2 separate regions of the Mus musculus genome follow, and region 1 is linked to region 2. Evidence: chromatin contacts called from public Hi-C data. All regions are on one chromosome and are shown on one strand. Each heading gives the region's core, a stretch centred on a gene start, on an enhancer-like site or on the middle of the called end of the contact. The rest is flanking DNA. Distances are from core to core; before and after follow the strand shown. Region 1 has its middle 51 kb from the start of Gm25702. Region 2 has its middle 260 kb from the start of Pvt1.

What was found. Hi-C and Micro-C count contacts between places; a contact is called where the count stands out from the background.
Region 1: a Hi-C map of uterus shows a contact between it and region 2, with 5 times the contacts expected there. The contact joins two enhancer-like sites. A contact is called at or near these places in 1 of 484 Hi-C or Micro-C datasets (uterus) and 2 of 115 datasets of contacts at active chromatin or transcription factors (the NIH/3T3 cell line and astrocytes).

Annotation. Positions count from the first base shown.
Region 1 is chr15:63,529,468-63,535,715 of GRCm38.p6, forward strand. No RefSeq gene overlaps it. Among named protein-coding and RNA genes, the nearest start is that of Gm25702, 51 kb to the left of the region's middle. Within about 2 kb of position 3,369, at least 28 of the 459 cell types and tissues checked have an H3K27ac peak or open chromatin away from gene starts, as enhancers often do. A contact at or near this core is called in uterus, where this site is marked.
Region 2 is chr15:62,293,768-62,299,586 of GRCm38.p6, forward strand. No RefSeq gene overlaps it. Among named protein-coding and RNA genes, the nearest start is that of Pvt1, 260 kb to the left of the region's middle. Within about 2 kb of position 1,709, at least 64 of the 459 cell types and tissues checked have an H3K27ac peak or open chromatin away from gene starts, as enhancers often do. A contact at or near this core is called in uterus, where this site is marked.

The DNA.
Region 1 (6,248 bases), core at 2,119-4,618, 1.2 Mb after region 2:
TTTCTAACAAGACACACCAACATGTGGCCTCAGGTACTCCCCACACTAGGGGCCTCTGATCCTCAGGCATTCGCAAGCGCAACTTCAAATGATTTGGCAATTTTAATTGAAAGGCATTTTTGTCCTCTTTCAAAAAGAACTAAAAGGTAATAATGAAGAAAAGACTTTCAGTTCAAGGACCATTCTATCTCTGTGAGACCATTGAAAGTCTAAAATGTTTCCCAGCAAGATCCATTTGCTCAGCTATTAATATACTTTATTATTTTTCCACTATGGCAAGAGTCTCGCATTCCTCTAGCTGGTATTTCTCTTAGGTGGAAAAAAGAAGTCATTATCATTTTAGCCATCAAAAAAATACGCTTTTCCTAAGATGAGCATCTTTAAAAGGAAAGCAAAAGGAGGCTTAGCTGAATGAAAAAAAAAAATCTAAATGAAATATTTGAGTTAAATCAGAGGCCTTTTGTCATACCTTTAAAACTGAATTAAAATCATAAAAGACAAATTTATAAACTCCCCCTACCAACTGATGCTGAATAAGAGAAATATATGAAGTACTTGGTGTGGGGGGGGGGGGGCTTTGTTTATTTTTAAAGCTTCATTTTGACATAGAAATGAAGATCTCAAATCTTATTATAATGAGGACTTTAAAAAGTCTTCCTAGACAAGATGAGCAAAAAGGTTCAGTTAAGTGGCATGTACATACACACACTCACATTCACACACACTCAACACCCAACAGCTGTCGACACTCAACAGGAGGTAAATCATATCTAGTACTGGTAACCTAGCCAGCTTCCCAGGGCAAGTGAGATCATGTACTTCTGAAAAGAATCAGCTTCTGCCACCATGATATGCACTCCAAGTCTTGTCCTTATACCCAAAGATAAGCATAGCTACCATCCCTCATTCAAAGAAACTTGTCTTGACAGAAAATGAAGGCCATCCCAGGGAACCACAACTGGAAACAATGTAGAGCTCAACTAATGGTGAAGAACTCAGTCCGAATGGGTAAAGCTACATCACAGCTCCAGTGTTCATGGAACATTACAGAAGACTGTTAGAGCCAGAATACCAGGAAGTCTGCTGTAAAATAGTCTCTCCTAGAAATAGCTGCATAAAGAAGAAAGGAACAGTAGTAATATCAGTGGAAATCATAACAGGGGAAGGAAATTTTTTTGCAGAATCACACCCCTAGACAAAGGAATACAAGGAACTAATTAGCCTCTTCTAGGGACAAGCTCCCTTATTGGTTGTCTGACACAGAGCAGTCATCCCTAAGGCCATATACACACAAACAACAAAAATGGGCTTTGTGGATTGTATTTAAATGTATTTATGAATATACACACACATAAATATGTATGTATATGAGAATAATAAAAGAACCAATCAACCTGAGTTGGGTGATGTGGAGAGGTTCAAAGGAGGGTATCTGGTAGGGGCAGGTGGGAAAAAAAATGAAGGGAAAAGGTAATGTAGTTTATCTCAGTTAAAAACATTTAAGAAACCAAAAACTGAAAAAAATAAATCTTCCTAGCACACAATATCTCAAATGGATTCTTGTAGCTGCTCTCACTTTTCTGGGATGCAAACTCAGCAGAATCACTACCAACTCCACAGAGCCTAGAAGTTTATAGTAATAGATCCTCCAGTTGAATGAATAATAAATGATTTCCTTTCTCTTAAAGGCTTCTCTGCCCTCTGCCTCTCCTCATACATCCAAGATGTTTTCAGCAATAGTAGGGTGGGTGTGGTTGTTGCCAGCACAGTTAGGAAATTCTCTCCAGATAGATGTGACCTGATATATGGTTATCAGTCTCTCCAGGTTCCCATGGTGGAGAGAGCACTTAGGAGATGTTGGTGGGTATCCTGATGAGACATAAGGCCTTTCTAGCTCTAAATCATAAGGAGGATCACTGGAAATCTGAGATTGGAAGGGTGAAAGGTAGGACAGCAGGAGAGGTAGAAGAGAGTAGGGAGAAACTACACCACCATTTCCCCTTGTCCCCAACTAAAAGACCTAAGTACATGTCACTGTTGCCGTTTATTGCCCTTACCAAGAGCAGTTCAAGTTTGTTTTTTAAGACTTGCTGTCACCTAGAGAGAGAGAGAAAGAGAGAGAGAGATTGAGAGAGAGAGAGAGAGAGAGAGAGAGAGAGAGAGATCTGCACATTCCTGCTGCATTGGACACCCCTCAGAGCTTTACTAATGGACCAAACCCCAGGGCAAACTAGGATTCTCCATGGTCAGCCACTACTACTACTTCATCCCCAAAGAGGACCCTTGACATGAATGACGCAGGCTCTTCTCAAAGTCAGGCAGACTCAGCTTGTCAAAGTCCCAAGTGTCCCTCACAAGACTTATTTGCCCTTTCCCTGACCCCCTGGACTGCATTTGCCCTTTGATACTTGGCCTTGGCTGGGTCTTCAACTGGGTTATGTGTCAGGGCATCCTGACCTAGTAGTCACCATAGCATCCCAAGAACTCTGCCTGACCCATCTGGGAGCATCTGGGGCCATGAGCTTTTAACTGAGTGTCCACGAGCCAGAGGAGACACCTAACTCACAAGCAAAACTGCAGGTACAAAAGAAGGGCATGGCCCCAACCCTAACACCCTGGAGACACTCAGCTTCCATATACACCTTTACCTGGCTCCCAAAGAAACCTCACCCTTGAGATCAGGGAGAAGATTATTGATAAGTGTAGTATGTGTAAATTAGGCAGAAGTAAAACAAATTGGTAGCAGGAAAATAGAATGTTTATTTAAAGAAAAAAAAAAGGCAGAAAGGAAGACTGTGTAGCCTCTGAGTTTAACCAGATGATTCTAATTCCAACTCTGCTATCTCTGTCTCCATCTTTTTTCAGCAGCGGCTTCCCAGAGCACAGTATCCAACTCCTTGCTCCCTTCCTTCCCCCACAGTTTACACCCTTCCACTGCCAAGTTGCATCCCTCTGCCAAGCAGCACGCCCAGCATAAGCTCTTTACAGGAAAACTCCATGCAGGTCCAGTCCTTGGGAGCTCTTACTGATCATAAGGACTGTTAGCAGGCAAAGGCGCGTGCCCAATTAAAAGATGGCTTTCGTTCCAAGAGGAATACTCTGGCAAAGTCCCAAGCGCTTCGGAAGCCCCTCCCTTCGCTCTCCCACCCCAGCTTTGATGCTCTGATTATCCTATTGTCAGATCAATAGCCCATCTGCTCCTAGGAGTAGTCTAAGCCATCCTGTGTTAAATTAAAACAGATAGGATCAATCCGCGGTTAATTTCTCCCAACCAAACAATTTATCTCTCTTTTGGATGCTCTTGGAGGGTGAATTATATAATCCTGACACACCATTAAGGGCTCTCTGACCAAAGAAAGCCCGCCACAATGCCTGCCTGCTCTCTTTATTAGCGACTCAACAGTGTGACAAAAGCAAAGATTTATCTTAGTGTTATTTAGAACCAGCTTGAACCTTGAAAAGTCTGCCAGGACCCTGCCAGGGGAAAAAGACTCGGGAATATCATTGCATGTTAATTATCATGGAGGAGGAGCTGGATCCAAATTTGATAAGCTGAACATAAGCTCCTATTTCTGAAGACTCAATTGCCCCACTGAAGAGCAATTCTTTTCTGTTTAAGGTAAAACCTAAGACATCTGGTGCAAGAATGTCAAGGGAAACAGGATTTAAGCCCAAGTCGAAACACACTGAGGATGGGGGGGGGGGGAGACTTATTTTAACAATAGACTGTTTTTACTGGTACTTGCATATAATAACCTATTTAATGCTGATTGAAGTAAAATATATACATGGGGAATAAAAGAATAAGTGACCCTTGGAGATGGCATATTAAATGAACACTCCAGATTAATAACCATGAGGCATATGGAGTGAGAATATGAGCAGCAAAGCTGCTGCCCTCAGGTCTCTGTGTTCTGTGCAAACCCACTAGGCGCACATCTACTTATCTCCCTAAACCAGAAGGGCTTGACATTCCCATGACGCACTAAGTCAATGGCTAACACCTGATACAACCAAAAACTAGAAGTTTCTGCTTCGTGGCTTGAGCCAATGTCCAAACACTTGATAGAACAACTATTTTAGTACTGTTTTTGATATGGATTGAGTCCAAGGAATACCTGACTCCTGATCTTACCTTCTTTCCCTATATTGGGTTTCAGACCCAGAAAGGATGCTGAAGTGCCTATTTAACATGTCAAAGAGGACCTGGCTCCAGGTTCTCCCAGGATTCCTCAGTCCCTACATGTTACAAGCATGTCTGGCATACTGTGAAAACCATCTTTTAATTAAGCACAGTGCCTTTGCCTGTTAACAGTTCCTTCCAGTCCAGGGGCTGGGCTTCCCCTCTCCCAGAAGCTTCTCCTTATATAATCCACACACTGTGGTCTCCCATACGCCTCTGCATTTTCTCTCTCTCCCTGCTTGTACATGCTCTTTCTCGATTTCTCTTGCCCCTCCTTTCTGTCTCCCTTCCCATGGCAACTTCTCTGGCCTTGTTCCTTGGGACCAGTAAATCTGCCCAAGATCTGCCTCCCAATAAACCTGCCTTTATATATTTTAATTTGGCTTGAATTGGCTTGTTTCACTGGTAGAGAATAACTTATCAGTATTTACTTATTTGTTTATGATAGTTTGAGACTAATTTTCACTATGTACTACATACTGAATTCAAACTCATGATCCTTCTGGCTCAGCCTTGCACATGTTGAGATTCAGGGTATATAAGTGCCAGCATCCTCAGCCTAAACTCCTTGAACTCTCTTTTTCTTAATTGAAAATGAAATTTGCATACAATATATTCTGATCATACTTTTCCCTCTCCCAACTCCTTCCAGAACCTTCCATCTTCTAAGCCTCCCGACTCTGTGCCCTTTCTTCTTTTCTCTCCTAAACGTATACTCTTGACTCATTCCTGAAAGGAAAGAGGAACAATGGGAGACAATTTGGAAGATTTAGACAAATCTGGTCCATCGTTTGTACAATAAATCTAGTGCATGGTGGTTCTGCTCTTTGGAAATCATCTCTGCCATGGGGTGAGAGTGATAATAACCAACCAATGCCCACTAGTGACTTGTAATATGTCAGGCACTATTTTAGAACTTCAAACTCCAGTATTTTATAATGGAAAAAAAGGTGACTATAAAACCTGATGAAGACGGTTAGATGGTAGAAGAAAGACTGATGAAGGAAGGTATTCTTGGCCAGATACACACAGAAAGTAAACAACTTTCTCAAACTCTCAAGAGTGGACAGATGAAAGCCAAGATTTAAACTCAAGTCAGAGTCAACACTGATGGTCAGTCAATCTCTATAATATATGCCAGAAAGGAAACTAGAAGTCAAGAATCTTGCTGAGAAAAAAAGTACTAGTGAGCTGTCTTTAGGAGTTGTTCCTAGTGTGACCGTTCCAATCCTGCAGAGCAAAGTATCCCATCTTGCAAGCAAAGTCTCCAAGATACAGGGCTGATACTCAAATTCTTTGGATAGTATAACCAATAGTCATTGACAGTAAACATCTTGCCCTGCCCAGAATCAAGCCTTCTTTATCCTGAATATACCATCCTGACTTCGCTTTAATGAAGCATCCTTTTATAATCTCAGTGTTGTAGCCAAGATATAGCCAATCACAGTGTTTCTTTCCATTCAGTTTAGGACAAGTGCATGATACAAGGACCCCTGGAAATATTTAATATTCACCTGTGCTTCAATCAAATGCACTAGGCTTTTCTGTTTTAAAGAATCTCTTCTTCAGGGAAGGATTTTGTTACAGCAGCAAGAGTTTTGTGAGCTATAAGTATATAATTCATAGATGGGAGAACTAAGAATAGTTAAGACCAATCTACTGTAATCCTGGAGCCAAGCAAAAGCAAGCTGGTAATGAGCATAACTCATGAAACATCACAAGGAATTGTCACCTCATTCTACCCACCTTTAATACAAGAAAATGCTTTATAATTGTCAGAAATGATATATATATATATATATATATATATATATATATATATATATACTTAAATGATCAACTCTGCAAAAATTTCAGCAGTAAAAGAGACAGCAACCTTGGTAAGGAAAGAAGGGTGGCAGAGAAGGGTGTCATGGATTACAGCCAGACTAACATAACTCCTCAAGGATGCCTTCTAGGTATGCAGTTTTGTCCATATAAGTCGCTAGGGAAACACACCCATACTAGTTATTTTTAACAGAGAAAACTTAATATGAGAAATTACTTTTAGAGTTTCCAGAACTGA
Region 2 (5,819 bases), core at 459-2,958:
GGGAGTTGGGCCTAGATTCAACATCTGTTAGATCTTGGAAGCTTGCTGAATTATTATGCATTAATGGCCCAAATCTGGTCTACCAGATGTGTCTTGGGACACATAAGGAGTCTGGGGAGGTGTGGTGAGACTATCTGAAGCTTAGGGTCCAGTCTTTTTTCATGGAAAGAGCCTTGCTCTTTCCTTTCATGCATGCTGTGTGCAGGGACTTTTCCTGAGTCGTGTTAAGATTTGGCCACTGCACTAAGATATAGGGATCATCACCCTCACTCTGCAGAACAGAAAAATGAGTCCTAGCAAGGCTGGTCACCTGCAAACCTAAGCCTAAGTCATGAGGTAGATTTGAGTCTGTGTCACCCTAGGTCTTCAGTGTGGATTCTTCTATAAGACATCCTTTAGGGTTCTTAGGGCTGTGTACGTCAATCCCATTTTGTCTGCCATTTTTTTGGGGAAAACCAACAGAAGATGAAGTTAGAGCCAGAAAGGTGATGCTGTAGTGATAATGAAAACATCAGTCACATTAAGCATTTTTTTTTTAGGGGTGGAGGTGGGGTCAGGACCACCACTGACAACATTTTGTGCAGGACTAGCTTCATGCAGAGGATATACCCATACTGATTTTCATACTATTACTCCTCCTCCTCCTCCTCCTCCTCCTCCTCCTCCTCCTCCTCCTCCTCCTCCTCCTCCTCCTCCTCCTCCTCCTCCTCCTCCTCTTCTTCTTCTTCTTCTTCTTCTTCTTCTTCTTCTTCTTCTTCTTCTTCTTCTTCTTCTGGTTCAGGTTGCTACTGCATCCCTTCAACTGAGAGACCTCTTCAGAACTTTTCATAATCTTTTGATGGGAAACTGGGACATCCAGACATCAGGAGTATTTTCAACGCCCTCCGGTTGTGTTGGTAACACCTGCTCATGCATCATACTTCTTCACTGCTTCAGATCCTTACATTTTCTCCTCTTTTTTTTCCTGTCCCAGGACCTTTGTTCTCCATCTCTCCATCTTTGCTAACAACCCTTACCCCCAACTACTGGCCCCACATGGCAGCTTCCTGCTGACTCTTCAGTCCTTCACCTCAGAGTTTTCTACCCAAAGAAACCTTGATAGGACTCCTGTTTGCTTTCCTCTTCTATAGAGTCCTCAAAGAACCTAATCTATTTTTAGTTCTATCTTAGTTTGCCTACTCAGTGCCTAGTTTCTCTCTCGAGCTGTGTACTTTACAAGGAGAATAGTGGTTCCACAATCAGTCACAGTTTGGCCCTGTGTCAGGTTCTCAGAAAGTGAATATCAACATTAGATGGGAGGATTCAGCACTAAGCAAAGTATGGGAAAAAGAAAGCCCAGGAGTGAAGAAACGATTATTATCCTTTGGGGGACTTTGGGAACGAGGATATATATAAGGCAGGGTTTGGGAGACAAAGACAGCAATGTCTGCAGGCACAACTCTGAAGACCTGTGTACTTTCTAGCTTAGCCATTCCTGCAGTCACAGGTTCCCGTGCTGCTGCTGGGGCTGGAATGAAATCTCTGGGGATCTTAACCTTGCTTGCTGGGTGCAGTTGCCATGGAGGCTGCAGCCCAGCTGGAGCTTTTCGGAGCTGGCAGGTGGATCAGCCTGCAGCATTTTTTTTTTTCTTGCCTGGACCCTGGCAGCTCTCAGAGTTTCAAAGCTGGAACACGCTGACCAGAACACCATGACCTTTGGCACAATTTCCTCCTGTCTTCTCTTCTGCTCCCAAAGCAAGGGGGAGGAGCCCAGCTTCTTTGCTCTGGCTCTCGCTCCCTGCAGGACAGGTTTGTTTTAGGTGCAGGGAGGAGAGGAAAGGAAGAAAGAAGGGCACCCAGGTGGCTGTGCTGTGAGCAGCAGGGGTGCCAGATGGCTTTCTACCCTACTTGGAACTTGAGTCTTTGGTAAAGTGTGTCAGCCCATTCGATTTTTCTCACTTCAAACTCTGACTCTGTAGCCTGCTATAGGCGTAGCTGCCTGGACCCTGGCGAACTCAGATTAGGGTAACCTTCTGCCTTGCATCCTTGCCATCCAGCCTTTACAGTGCCACCTCCTTATGGATGAGCTGGATTTAAGTGGCAGTTATTAAGGACTTGCTGAGCCTTCGCTATTTCATCTTCAAATGGGGATAATAGAAAGTTTCTAGCACCATTTAGAAAATTAGAGTTAGTATGCACAACAGGCCTGGCATAGGCCGCAGGAATCAATAAATGACAGTTGACATCATTATTATACACCTCGTCTCATTTATCTTCATAGATTGATATCACTGCTTTAAAAATAATTTTTAAATTACACTTATTTGTGTGTGCATGCATGGTGTGTGTGTGTGTGTGTGTGTGTGTGTGTGTGTGTACCTGTACAATATGCCATGGCATAGTTGTGAAGATTAGAGTACAACTTGTAGAAGTTGGTTCTTTCCTTCCACCCTGTGGGTCCTGAGGATCAAACTCAATTTGTCAAGTCTGAGGGTTAGTGGCTTTATCTCCTTGGATGTATTTTGTGGGTGTAATATTATTAATTCTTAGCTGGGGAATATAGGTCTAGGAGACCCTATGGCCTCTATTTTCAAAGCTCAGAATAAAAAAATAAACATTCCTCCATTTCCAAGCTCTTTCTCTATGTGAACTTATAAACACCTTTCACTTTGTTTAATATTAAATTCCTCCTACCTGGTGTTTATTGCTCATCCTCTATGTAACTGACACAGGGCCAAGCTATGATGATCTAGCTATGAAAACATCACTGAACTCACCCTCATAGAGTGCATAGAGGTAGTGAAATTGTAATCATGAAGGAACTAAGGTAGAACTAAAAACCAGAATGGGTACTAGGAGGGAACAGAACAGTGGTAGGAATCATGCCTGTTCCACTCCATCTTGGACTCTTTTTATTTTTTCTGTCTCCCACTTTTGCCTTGGCTTACTTCCCTAAGAAATGGAAGTCCAATATAGTTTATGCAATTGGCTTCTAGAGTAAGTTTTGGGTTCTCCCAATGTCTATGAAATAACATAGAGTAGAAAGCACTGCCCGCATCTGTAGAGGATCTTACAAGGTGTTCTTATGTTAGTCATCTGTTTTTGAATTCATAGTCTCCCTCTGTAGCTGAGGATGTCTGCAGTTTCATAGGAGGGGTTTATTCCCTGTGAGTTTAGGCCTTATTAGGATATGTCTTATTTGAGTGGTGGGCAAATTTCTGGGCAATGTGCTTATGAGGCTGGCTTTACTCTCCACTCTACAATTTATGAGCTCATTCTGCGCGTCTCTCTTTGTCTATAAAATGAGGATAATTACAACAGTATGATAACAATTTGTAAAATCTGCTCATCACAGTGCCTAGCATATGGGAGAATTTGATCAATAATATATGGTAGTATTGGGCTCGAAATACCCATTTTCTGATGTTGGCTTTCCTTCTTTTTGGTACGGAACCTGAATAAATTTGTCTTACAGATATCACTAGAGAATACCAACAAAACCCCTTATCTCTTGGGTACTGGGTAGGGGTGCAATGTCTTAGGATAGATAAACAGAAGCAACAGGGCCCAAGGGGTGGTTTCAGGACCAAGGACAGTATCCAGCTTGCTCCCTTGCCCTACTATGCTTCTCTGAGTAGGACAGCCTCTATCTCCACACCTTCAACAAGCTCCTTAGCTCTCTGCACCTGTCCACAACCCTTCCTCCCATGTGCTTTTCTTCCTCTCATATGTTAAAGACTTCGATCGCAGCAAGAAGTATGGAAGATACGGAGTCCCCCTATGCCATTATCACTCAGCTCTAGCAGGCACTGACATTCTACAATTATTTCTGCACTTGACTTTTCTTAAATGAAACAGAGCCATGGGTCCCTGTCTATCACCTTTCTTCCCAGAAGTGACCTCAGGTCTTGCTTCTTTCATCACCTCCAGTCCCCCCTCATCCACTCAAGTCCTCCACACTTAAAAGAAGCAGACAGTGCTAATCTCCTGCAGTTCACACTGACCTTCCCTGTAGAGAAGAGTGGCATCCAGCTTTGGAGGGATTTCTGTCATTTATTATTCATGACTTTAATCTTGTATCAATCAGTACCCAGTTTGAGGTGACACTTCCACTTGCTGGATGTGCAAAATCAAGCTCAACTTGGTTTTGGCCTCTGAGAGCTCCCAGAACACACAAGGCAAGGCAGCAATCTAAATTATCAATATGAATGTTTGTATTTATCGGCCTTCTTTGTATATGTCTGTGTGTATATTGCATGTGTATATTCAAGCATGTGCATGTGTGCATATAAGTGTGTGTGTGCACATTTATGTGCATGCTTGTGAAAGTTTTGGTTACCACTGAGTTAGCTACATTGTTTCTCACCTTATTGTTTGAGTTAATGTCTTTCAGTGAAACTAGACCTCATTGATGATCTAGGCTAGCTGGCTAGAAATCCCCATTTCCATCTTCTTTGTGCTAGAATTATAAATATGTGCCACCATGCTTTTTTTTTTTTAATGTGTGGGTTCTGAGGATATGAATGAGATTTCCATGCTTGCATGACAGATACTTGATTAATTAAGAGCTCTCCATAATTCCATCTGACTCATTCTTCAGACCCCAAATGAGTTGATATGTGGACCAAACTTTCCAGCGCCCAGCACTGCTGCTCCTTAGAGAGAATTAATTTATAATTATGCATATTGTACTAGGTCTCAGGTTTACAAGGAATCAAGGATGTTTTGGCCCTGTCCTCAGGAGCCCATGATCTATATGGGAGGACAGCTTTAGTAGTTGACATAGTGATATAAGATATCAGTGCCTACTGACAGCCTGGGACTGCTACTCTAACAGGAGATGGAGTTACATTCTCTTTGACTCTTGTCCTTTCATCACAACACTCCAAATTACAGAGACAGTCTTTTCTCATGCCTCTGCCCTGTTGTACCTTTGAGTGACTTTGTTTTCCTCAAATCTGACATTCTTGTCCTACCTCTCTGCCTATTGCTGTCATCCTTCAGTCAGTGACTCAAACCATACACTTGACTTTCTTTTCTTTCATTGCATATTGAGCAAATTCAACTTCAGGACCATATCCAAGGAAGTACCATTACACAGCTCTCCTAATCACTTCCTTCCACTGCCTCCAAACACAGGAGGATGTGCCTTCAGGTACACACTGTGCAGAATTCCGGTACCAAGAATCTGTCTTCTGTGCACTGTTTGGGACTTTAATATGCTACTATACTATAGTAATGTTACTATAATATGCTAAATTGGTTCCCCCACTTTCATTATATGTGTGTGTATGCATCTGAATAAAAAAGCTTTATAATTTTTATCCTTTGAAGTCTCATGTTTCATTTTATGCATTTAAAATCACTCCTCTGAGAAAGGTGTGAGAGATATTTCTGGTCTTCCATGATAGCTATGTCACGTGAAAGGTCAAAATCCCGTAAACCAGGCTCTGGTTGGGAGAGCCAAGTATGACCTGAGGGGTTCATACCAGGAACAAGTCAGACAAAAACAAAAACAAAAACAATAAAAGCTAAGTAAAGGGAAATTTATGGAGACTAATGTTTGTCATATCTGGAGATATTATCTACCTGTTTTTCCTTAATTCTGCTTGAAGAGAATAACATGATTATCCGTTTCATATATAAGAAATATAAACATATTCATAGACTTGGATACACCTGCCACACCAAGCAATTGGTAGACAGGGTCTCATTTTAGTTTCTGAAGGGCATTGCTTACTAGAGAACTCAAGGATAGTTCTAGTGATGTGAATATCTACCAGCCATAGTATATAGAACAAGACTGTACTCTTGCCTTAAATACTTTTATACTTCATAGA